3 separate regions of the Zea mays genome follow, and regions 1 and 3 are each linked to region 2. The links are chromatin contacts, called in public Hi-C maps. All regions are on one chromosome and are shown on one strand. The core of a region is the stretch at or near the end of the contact, and the rest is flanking DNA. Distances in the headings are between cores, read along the strand shown. Region 1 holds the start of LOC100194131. Region 2 holds the start of LOC100216851. Region 3 holds the start of LOC100283551 (developmentally-regulated GTP-binding protein 2).

What was found. A called contact is a pair of places that touch in the nucleus more often than the background predicts.
Region 1: a contact with region 2 is called in a Hi-C map of leaf, with 3 times the contacts expected there. The contact joins the promoter of LOC100194131 here to the promoter of LOC100216851 in region 2. A contact is called at or near these places in 4 of 25 Hi-C or Micro-C datasets (ear, leaf and tassel).
Region 3: a contact with region 2 is called in a Hi-C map of leaf, with 3 times the contacts expected there. The contact joins the promoter of LOC100283551 here to the promoter of LOC100216851 in region 2. A contact is called at or near these places in 4 of 25 Hi-C or Micro-C datasets (ear, leaf and tassel).

Annotation. Positions count from the first base shown.
Region 1 is chr9:160,849,152-160,852,686 of Zm-B73-REFERENCE-NAM-5.0, reverse strand. It overlaps LOC100194131, which reads right to left and starts at 2,013. Exons shown (of 16, transcript NM_001350861.1): 1 at 1,851-2,013; 2 at 1,570-1,700; 3 at 1,389-1,454; 4 at 934-1,043; 5 at 678-738; 6 at 396-479; 7 at 104-160. The coding sequence starts at 1,971.
Region 2 is chr9:161,002,712-161,006,629 of Zm-B73-REFERENCE-NAM-5.0, reverse strand. It overlaps LOC100216851, which reads right to left and starts at 2,570. Exons shown (of 7, transcript NM_001366944.1): 1 at 1,820-2,570. The coding sequence starts at 2,419.
Region 3 is chr9:161,144,808-161,148,593 of Zm-B73-REFERENCE-NAM-5.0, reverse strand. It overlaps LOC100283551 (developmentally-regulated GTP-binding protein 2), which reads left to right and starts at 1,740. Exons shown (of 12, transcript NM_001156451.1): 1 at 1,740-1,832; 2 at 2,180-2,309; 3 at 3,602-3,669. The coding sequence starts at 2,240. It overlaps TRNAN-GUU (transfer RNA asparagine (anticodon GUU)), which reads right to left and starts at 770; the gene lies at 697-770.

The DNA of each region.
Region 1 (3,535 bases), core at 764-3,263, 150 kb after region 2:
GACCAAAATGGTATAGTTCAAGTTTACTCTGGGTTTTGACTACTCAAGATGAGCTGTATACACAAACTTTAGTTATGCATTACTGAAATAGAACATCACATACCACATTAGTTGCATCAAACTTCCCTCCTAGGCCAACCTCAAGAACAGCAACATCTACCTGTTAGAGTCGGAAAAAAGACAGGGAAATGATTGGGCAGATGCCAGCGAAGCTCAGAAGGTATAAAGAATGAGTAAATTCCTAGTGTCAGAAGAGCATATATGTGATAGATGCATCAATGTGTCTACCTTAAAACCACATATTTGCACAACAACTTGCAACTAAAATGGCTTTAGCATCTTGAATATCTTGCAAAGAAGGCAGAAAGAGTAGTAAATGCTTGTATTTTCTATACCTGCTCAGCAGAAAATATCTTGAATGCGAGCAACGCGAGGAACCTGAAATAGGCTGGCATGGGAATATCATCATCAGTCTTCTCCTGGAAGTAAGCCCATTTATCTCATCATCCACCAGTTTATATAGAATAAAAGCAGCATGATGAGATCAGACAGATTATATGACAAATGCAAAAAAGTTCCTGATGGAATCAATTCAGTAGTTTGAGCTTTGCCACTTCTAGGTAGTAAACGTCGAGCGCAGAGTGACTTTATATGGAACAACAAATCAAGACACTTACCTTCAACTTGTTCCAGCACCACCAGAAGTACTTCAAAAATTTCTCTTCAGAAATATTAACCCTGATGCCCTCAGAAAGGAGCTAGGTCAGTGCGATCATAAATTTCATAGCACCTAATTACAGGGACAGCACAAGAAAGATGACACAGGATGTTTACATACAAAAAATCATTTGGAAGTTCATAGGATCCACTGTTGTCAACACCACAGCCAGATGCAGGTGTATAAGATGAAAGAACAGTAGGAAAAAGAATTACCCATCTAGCTGAAATCGCTCTCTAACATCCATCAAATGTGGTGAGGTGAACAGCCCAGTATGGAAGCCACACGATCGCAGGATTGACTCGGTGAATGTGCATGTGGAACCCTGTAGATAGATACAGTCAATGCCTTTTCAATTGATGCCAAATCAGGGCCCTAAAAGAATTCAGCATTTCTCATTTCATATTACTACTGTACAAAGACGCAGTTCAATGCTAGCCAATACATATATGGAAATGGTTGCACTGCATCCTGGTATCAAACACGAGTAGCATTAAAGTGCGACTTTAGTAAAGCTTAATGCTTCGCGTTGTTTACATTTGCATTCCATCTGAGCCGTGATTGCCTAGCTGTTTTACCCTACAAATATTGAATCTGAATTCCTGAACTTTCTGATCAAACTAAAAGTGAGACAGCAGGATTGACTAGAGGATGCCGCTAGTTCCTTTACCTTCCCCTTGGTCCCCGCGACGTGAATCACTTTCATCCGCGCGATCGACTCCTCCAGCTCCAGAATCTAACCACCATTCGCACCAAACAGATCCAATTTATCAAACAACCACCCTATTACAATTCGGAACAGCTTTCGCAGGAGGAGATCTTATAGAATCTCAACGCACGGAGCCACGAACCTTGACGTAGTGCTCCATGAGGTCCCACTGGTTGCCGCGGTTGGCGCTGTTCGCGCGCACCTTCTGCGTGATGAGCGAGGAGAGCCGCCCCAGCACCTCCTCGTACTCCGCGGTCGCCGGTGGGGCGCCACCTGAAGGAAGCCCAACAACAACCAAACACACGCACCCAATCCACCGCCGTGGTCAGTTCATCAGCTCACCAAACGTCCGCAGCCATTGTGCAGCGTGATGTAAGCAAGGAATCAAGCAGGCAGGCTGGGTCCCGGGCGTGCGCCGCTCACCTGGCTGCGCCTGCGCGGCGGCGGCGGAGGCCATGGCGCGGCGGATGATGATGAGGTGGGCGGAGGGAGAGAGGAGGAGCAGGCGCCGGAGGTGGGCGGCGAGAGCGGGACGCGAGCGCATAAGCGTCGTGGAGCAGGCGAGGGGAGTGCCGGTGGGAGGGCGGAGGTGGGGGTTGGTGACGCTGCCGGCGGCGCCGTGGTGGGCCCCACGGGCGCCGCAGTGCCGCATACAGACAGGTTCCAACTGGTGGGGGGCTGATTCTTCTTTATTACCAGATTAGGTGGCTGCCATTTTGCTTATCGTCGTGTGGTGGGAAACGAATTACGTGAGACCCAGGTCCTTTGTTAATCTGTAAGACCTGATCTGTCTTTGCGCCACGTAGAACTCCGAATCTCAAAGCCAGAACTCACCACAACATTTTATGGGCCTTGGGCCATATCCTATCGGTAAAACACAAGCAGGAATTCCAACCGACGCCATCTAGGTAACGAGCAAAGCCTTGTCTTGCCTAGCGCCGCCTGTAAGCCGGAAAGGCTGATCATCTAGACGGCAAATCATCCCGACGGCAGCAACTGGTTGCACTCACGGGGACGGATTGACATCGGCAGTCTAATCACTCCGGCGACAGAGCTGATGGTACTTTAGAGATGGAGGTCAGTGATGTTTTTCTATGTTGTACAACAGAGTAATAAGATTAGTAAAAGGAAGATATATTTAGTTTGGTCTTTGCTGCTTTAGAATTGCTCTTTAGACCTGACAAACTACTTAATTTCGTGTTAATATTCATTGTAGGGCAATCATCAAAATTTATCCTTAGAACAAGTACCACAGGTTGGCTTAACCTTTGAATCTGAAGATGCTGCATACAATTTCTATAACTCATATGCAAGAAAGATTGGATTTAGTATCAGAAAGTGTCATGTTAAGTACAGAGCTGATGGTACTTTAGCTTCCAAGTACATGGTTTGCAGTAACGAAGGTCACAAGAATAGTAATCCGACACAACCGCCTAAGAAAGAACGTGCTTCAACAAGGTCAGAATGCAAGGCTCGTGTTCAGTTTTATATTTCCCGTGAAGGTATTTGGAAGATGCAAAAAGTTGAATTGGCACATACTCACCCTTTCACAAGTCCTGACAAGACTCATATGCTTAGATCACAGCGACGTTTGCTACCGGCTGATGAACATATCATTAGCAAAATGAGAGAAGCAGGGGTTAAGTCAACAGAAATATTTGAATTTTTTCAGGTGTGGTCTGGTGGAGCTGAAAATGTGCAGTTCTTGCAGATGGATTGCAACAACTTTATTAGTCGTGAGCGTAAAAAGTATTTGGAAACACAAGATGCAAAAACTTTGTTGGAATACTTAGAAAACAAACAAGCAGAAGACCCGTCTTTCTTTTATTCTGTGGAGCTAGATCCAGATAATGGCGGTCAAATTTGTAATTTCTTTTGGACAGATGGCCAGGCCATTGCAGATTATGCTTGCTTCGGTGATGTCATTTGTTTTGACACCACGTTTCAAACAAATAAGTCTGAAATGCCATTTGCCCCTATTATTGGAACAAATCATCACAGACAAACTATTGTTTTTGGAGCTGCACTATTGTTCAATGAAAGTTCGGAATCATTTGCTTGGCTGTTTAAAGCCTTTTTGAAAGCAATGTCTGGGAAAAAACCTAAAA
Region 2 (3,918 bases), core at 1,321-3,820:
TAACTATCCTTATCTAATCCCCTTAGAGGGCCCATGGTTGCTGCTGCTGCAGCCCCTCTGTGGGCCTCCTTAGACCCTGACAGTACACCCCTCCTGGACAAGCAGCTCGTACTCGAGCTGCAGCATGACGGGTGCTCAAAGATCGAGTCTACTTGACCCAAAACAAGACACCTAGAAGACAAGCCTTTTACATCTCGGCTTATCTTATTATTTCGAATCTAATTTTTTTTGACCCCATAAGATAACGGATACCCTCCACGCATTGGACTTGCACGTGTGTAACCACCTGGATCCCATGGACGCCATCTGGACGAAAGGTGAGCACATGGACGGGAACCTGGAATAGGTCGCAACAATAACCAGCGGAGGCACCCTCGTGGCGGTCGGTAGAGGAATGTGGTGGCGCTAAACAGTGCGCCCTTGCCGATAACGAGGGGAGTGCCTTCCCTACCGCCGTTGTCGTAGAGTTGAAGTTCGTCACCCACGGGACACGTACCATGCTCGCACTTGGAGATAGCGGCTCGGTGCCGCTGCTGATGGCCGGCCGACAGGGCAAGGTCGCGCCCCGTGTGCCGCAGTCAACCATCACCAAGGCTGCCTCGAGTATCTGTCGGCGCATCTCTCGCACTCTTCGTCGTGCAAGGAAGCCACGAGCAGCAGCCTGTATGTCCACAGTCGCCGACGTCTGGAGCCGTGCAGACAACGCCAGCTGTTGCTGCTCATGTTGCACTGCTGCCTTAATTTGCAGCAGCCCCTGCTCAACTATCCGTAGCGAGTCTTGCATTTAGATCAGCCCTCATGTTGGTCCACAAGTCCCTCATCGATGGAGCTGGTGATCGTTGAGCCATGGCTGCCCCTAGTGGCGTCGTCCATGGGGACGGAGACGCCGTCAACGAAGATGATGTGACGAAATTTGGCATTGTCCCTGGAGATGGACACGCCGGCGTCCAGGATGTGTTGACAAAATTAGCAGGCGATGCTACCCATGGAGATGGGGACGCCGGTTGCCAGGATGGCGTGACGAAAGTGGCATGCGACGCAGCCCATGGAGATGGGGACACCGGTTGCCAGGACGGCGTGACGAAGGTGACATGCGGCGCAGTCCATGGAGATGGGAACACCGGTTGTCAGGACACCGCCGCGAAATTGGCAGCAGAAGCCATGGGATCAGATCGAAACCCAAGCTATCTGATACCAGATGTTATGGTCGCTAGATCGGTGAGGGATTGGAGAGGGATATCGATGGACTAGAACGTCGGCCAGGGGCCTCTGCCCACGGCTGAGCAAGATGAGAGTTTTTCTCTTCTAATTCTTGTCTGCTTTATTTCTCATCCATTGATTACATAAATAGGCCGGCTGACTGTCCCTATCTAGCTAGAGATCCTTATCTCCTTAAAACTCTCCTAAAAATTCTCAACAAACTACTAACTGATAACCTTCTTAGATAATCTCAACTAATCTCCTAAATAATCTCAACTAATTTTTTAATCTTATCTCTAACTATCCTTATCTAATCCTTCTTGGAGGGCCCATAGTTGTTGCTGCAGCAGCCCCTCCGTGGTTCTTCTTAGGCCCTGACAGATGCATGCTTAATAAATATACAAAATTTATTTTTTATTTCATCCAAATACATCCTCAAAGAAGGTTAATGGTCAAAATGAGCCCCTCAAAAAAGGTGTATGCATGTAGAAGAACTACTTTAGTATGGTGGCGACCATGAGCAGTAGTAACTGGCGGCATGTCATGATTATATTATCACTGGGCAGTAGCACATTATGCTAGTTGGTGACACAAACAAGGTAGCAAAAAAAGAACGCACCGAGTTTGTCGAGGCATACATAAACACTCGATCTTCGAACAGCATGTCCTCGTAATCCTCATTGATGGAATCTCTGAAAATCTGAATAATGCTCTTGTCCCTCACAATCTCTGCAGGATCATCAGTTATCTGGTCCAACAAGCTGTCCTCCCGATTCCAGTCCCCACCTCCTCCAGTCCCTGACGTGCCGCCACCACTGATCCAATCCTCCCACGATCGCTCCTCGGCGTTCATCGCATCCTGCTGGGCCTCGCGCATTTCAACGATTGCCTCGGCCTTACTCATCCACACCTTGAACTTTTCATTGTCCGACAGCTCCTGGTTGGCGCCAATCTCCTCCAAGAGCTCGTCCTCCTCCCTCCACCCGGCCAGGCTCTCGTCGTCTTCGTTCCAGTCAGAAAAGAAGGTCTTCCACCACGGCCGCTGCCATTTGCTGAGACGCCGCCGCCTCCTCTTAGCGAAGACCACCGCGTGTCTGCGCCTCGCCCTCCTCCTACTACTGTGGGAACCGAGAGCGAGCACCCCGCGCGCGCAGACAGCGCCGTGGCCCCCGCAGAGGGTCCTGTTGGAGACGGCCGCGGAACAGCTCATGAAGGTCATGAAACGCGGACCATATGCTGCCTAGCAAGTAGCAAGATAGCTGGCCCCAGCGGTACTTGGAACGCAGGGGCAGATGCACCCGGAGAAGCAGCAGCTGCCAGCTGGAGACGAAGAGTCGGGATGATCCAGGCAGGCATAGCCTGCTAGAGAGAAATCCACGGACGCGCCACACCAGCAACCCTCATGGGCCTCACACCTCATGGACAACTCTAGCGGTTTCTTCTGGGTCTACAGTGGGCCTTTGCCGGGATTCGGCCCGGCTAAAAGGCCCAGGTAGATGTGGGCATGGCGATTCCTTTTACTGCAACACAAACCCTACCTTGGTTATATTAAAAACTTACTCTGACGAGAGATTAAGACTCGAACTGAAACAATTTACAATGGAACTTTATATGACTTAATGAAGCTTAAAACCTGCATACTGAACCCTGCAACTCATTATGCCTCCCTCTTCTGATGTCGACACGTTTCAGTTCTAAAATACATGAAGCTCTGGACATCCTGGAACAGTAACCTGACATGCAAAAGAGATCCTTCAGATTTGATGAAAACTTCATATGCCAAGCCAATATACCATATTACCATTGACTGACTGCAAATTGTAATTATTTTCCCAGCCTAAGCACACACAAAAAAAACGAATACCAAATTATGGACTCAACAGTTTTTACGGTTTTTGGTGTTGGGACAGTTAGATTTTCATTCTTAAGAGCGATGGGAACAGTTTATGTATTCATCATCTCAAGCAAGAATCCAAGAAAAACAAAACTTGGATACACCAGAAAAGAAGTGTTTCGTAATATTTTACACTGTCGTCCGAGAGAAAAAATATTTCACTCTGCACTTTTCCAATTAACATTGTTGGTTTTTTCTTGCCAAAAGAATGAACCTGGCAATAACCTATTGTTCAAAGACTAAATTTCTTCTTATATTCTCCCTGGACAACAAAATAGTGAATAGATTCTCCACTACTTATGTTCAAACACTGAAAATAAATCAAGTAGGAATAACAATGCAAAGCCCAAGACATACCTAGAAGGCAACAATTTTCCAAACATTAAAATTTGGTACTGTTTATGAGTGTTTAGAGCTCAAATACATAGACTAACCCCTCCCATTTGTTTGGTCAAGCTCCAACTAACCAGGAGTACTGACGATAAAATGTCATCAATAACACCTTACAAGAGCTCACTGGATAAATGAATGCAGGCCTCAACTTTAGGCGTACATGGATCTTCTATTTAAGAGAATGACAATTCATATAACATACCCTAGAAGGATGTCTGATACTAGAATCATTAGGAAGGCCTTCCCACTGTCTGAAATGTTGTTTAGCAACTTAAATCCTGTGAACTTCAGCATCGCAACCTGAATGTGAGGAGGGAGTAAAAGTAAGATGTATGATAACAACATAACCCTATACATTCATTTGGAGAAACAAAAGGCCATGATAATCAATCAGACAAATTTACATTGCCTATACATTATTACAGAAAGCT
Region 3 (3,786 bases), core at 491-2,990, 140 kb before region 2:
AAAAAAACATGTGAAACCAAATGAATTGATTCGAGGCGTAAGAAAGGAAAAAAACAAGAAATGAACGCAAGAAAAAGAACATGTAACACAAATGAATTGATTTGAAACACAAAAATTGAAATGATCACAAGAAAAAGAACACGTTAACCCAAATGGATTGTTTTGAGACACACAAAAGGCAAAAACATGTGAACGGAAATGAATTGATTTGAAACACACAAAAAAAATGAACAAAAGAAAAATGAGCATGTTAACCCAAATGAAGTACAAACATAAAAATATAAAAAACATGTGAACACAAAATAATTTATCTGAGACAAAAAATGTTCAAAATAACATGTTAACCTAAACGAATTAATTTGAGACAAAAAACAAAAAATATGAACACATATAAATTGATTTGGGACAAAAAAAGTATTCGCTAGAAGGATTGTTTTGAGACACACAAAAGGCAAAAACCATGTGAACGGAAATGAATTGATTTGAAACACAAAAATAAAATGAACAAAAGAAAAATGAGCATGTTAACCCAAATGAAGTACAAACATAAAAAATATAAAAAAATATGAACACAAATTAATTTATCTGAGACAAAAAATGTTCAAAATAACATGTTAACCTAAACGAATTAATTTGAGACAAAAAAAAACAAAAAATATGAACACAGATAAATTGATTTGGGACAAAAAAATTACTCGCTAGAAGGAGGGCTTGAACCTCCGACCTTGTGGTTAACAGCCACACGCTCTAACCAACTGAGCTATTCCAGCTTGATGTTCAATACTTAACTAAGTCATATATATTCTAATGAGTAAGCCATGTGATTAGGTCACCACATCAAGCAATAGTGTCAGCTCCATCCAGATGCAGAAAACTCAGAACGAGTTAGTTCACCTTAATTAGGTTGTGTTTGTATTTAGCATATATAATAAATCAAATGGAAGCGACTGAGAAAAATGTAGCCATAAAAAAGAAAAACATAAAGCATGGCATGGCATGGAATGGCTTCAGTTTATTTTGATCATAAAGAACAATTAAGTGGATAACGTTTTCAACAATGCTTTCCAACAAAGCTGAAACAATTTTTTCCTTTTATCGAGCGGGGCAATGTTCAATGCCCATGAGAATAATTCCTCTATATTTTTAGTGTTCCATACTAATTTTTTATATCCAAAAGGATGTTCTGACTTTACCATTTCAAAAATGGTTTAAAGTTCACATGAGACAAAATATTTTACCTTATGTCAACAGAAGTTCTTATGTTTTAATAGGCTATCATATATATTCCCTTGTCCCAAAATAGTATTCATTTTAGGGTGTTAATAAATTCATACAATGTTGATGTATGTGTATCATATATGTGTCTAGATTTATTGTTATCCATTTGTATATGGACAAAAAGAAGCTAAAACGGACTATATAATGGGACATAGGGAGTATAACTTGACAATATACTAATATTTTTTTAAATGAAAAGAAGTAAGTTGGCACGACAACCAAGTCTATAGGAGTTCTAAAATTAAATTGCCATGAAACAATAAAATCAAACTATTTTTTGAGAATGTATGTTTCATACTTATTTTTGTTTTATTTTCAACAAAAAAAAGAGAAAGAAAATTTAAAAAAAAACTGCAAAAGGAACGGCCCAGGGAAAAAAACGGCCCAGAGAAGCACAGTGCGGGTGCGCCCAGCATCGGCCGAACTGGTCTATCGGCGCCGCCCTTCACGCCGAGAGTTCCCTCTTTCTCGCTTGCTCACTCGCGTCGACGACTGGGCTACCGGCGCCTCCACCCTCCGCCTGGTGTCCTTCGCCGTCGACGAGCGCACACCAGGTTTGTCCGCCCTTTTTCTTCCCTTCCTGCCGTGGTAAACCGAGCAAGAAAACCCTAGCTTAAGCTATGTGGCTATTTGTATTTGGATCTGATCGAATCGCGTTGTGCCTATCCCAAAATCGTGTCCCAAAATCGTGGGGTTCCATTCACCCCCCCCCCCCCCCCCCCACACACACACTAAGAAGCGTATTGTGGATTGACGCGAGTTGCAGTGAGTGAAACTAGGTGCTGCGAGTTAGGAATGCAGTTTTAGGTAGATGTTTATACATGTAACATGTTTCCTTGCACGGACTAGTTATAGGCTTGGCTTACCATATTCTGATCTTTGGTTGCTTGTCAGGGTACAGTACGTATTGCTCGTGATTTGTGTAACTACGGAGCAAGCTGCATACAGCACAAGATAGAAGATGGGTATCCTTGAGAGGATCAAGGAGATTGAGGCCGAGATGGCTCGGACTCAGAAAAATAAAGCAACAGGTTTTGCTGTCTTCACTGCACGTGTTTTACAGCTATGCAATTCATCCTCATCATCTCATTTTCCTTTTGAATGAAACTGTGCTGCGATGTTTCCAGAGCATATACCTTATCATCAATTGCCTTTTAGCAGGTTTTGTACCTAGAATATCTGATCGTATTCCTGTTCAGTGCTATAGATGTTTATGATGATGAACAGAAACTATCATTTGGCCATCTGCTGGTGGATTCGTAACAAATTTTAAGATGTAGACATAATTTGGACTAGTGAATTGAACAATATGCCCTTTGCAATATAAAATATTTTTACTCAAATCAAGTATTGATGAACTACCGGTCAGATTTTTTTTCTCGAAAGCGCAGGAGAGTTGCGCATCATTATATTAAGTAGAAGGAAAAAAGGTCCAAAATAGACCTCAGTACAAAAGACCTCCCCTAAGGGGATAAAAAAACCAAAGAAAAGAAGAGAAAAAACAAAAAACAAACAATTCCTGATAAACAATTACGGCCCTTCAGCGATAAAGCAGGCAGCTAGGTGCCCCGGATGGTTGCGGCAAGAAAGGAGAGACCCTTAGCTCCTGCCATTTCCCACAACTGTTGTTCCTCCCTTGCCTGACAAAGGGCTGCAGAAACACTAGGGGAGATTCCATCGAAGACAATTCGATTCCGATGATTCCAAATAATCCAGGCTCCCAAGGCAATAAGGGAGTTGACACCCCTCATAATCGTATCTCCAGAGCCATTGTCAATCATCTCCCACCAACCCGTAAAAGACACCGTACTAGGTGTAGGAGCCAGATTTTGTAGTCTGAAATTGCACATCAGCCGGAACCAGAATTCTCTCGCAAAAACACAAGAAACCAAAATGTGATCCAAAGTTTCAGACTCTTGGTCACAAAGTGGACATTTCTCCGGATGATCAAGTCCTCTCTTTGCCAACCTATCTGCTGTCTAGCATCTATTTAGCACCGTTAGCCAGAGGAAGAAGTGGCATTTAGAGGGGGCCCAAGTTTTCCAAACTCTTTCATAGTGACCGAAATGCACAGACCCGATGAACAACCCATCATATGCGCAACTACCAGTCAGATACTATCCTCTATACGCAAACATGTGTGCCATTCTCTGCCCTGACAAGGACATGGATCTTAATCAAACGATTGTTTTTTAAAGGAAATTCGTCATAAATGCCTGTACTTGACCTATGAGTAACTTCTGGTTGCTGCATTTCCCCCCTATTTTTTTCAGAATGTTGTATCTGATAATATTTTTCGTCTTTTCCATTGTCGGTCATTCAGAATATCATCTTGGACAACTGAAGGCAAAACTAGCAAAGTTGAGGACACAACTATTAGAGCCTCCAAAGGTACCAATGGGGTTGTGAAACCACATCAGCAATTCAGAATCTTGAAATTCATTTGCTTATTCCCATGGTAATTTGGGTTGCAAATTAGACCATGAAGTGAAGCTAGTATTTTGTCTT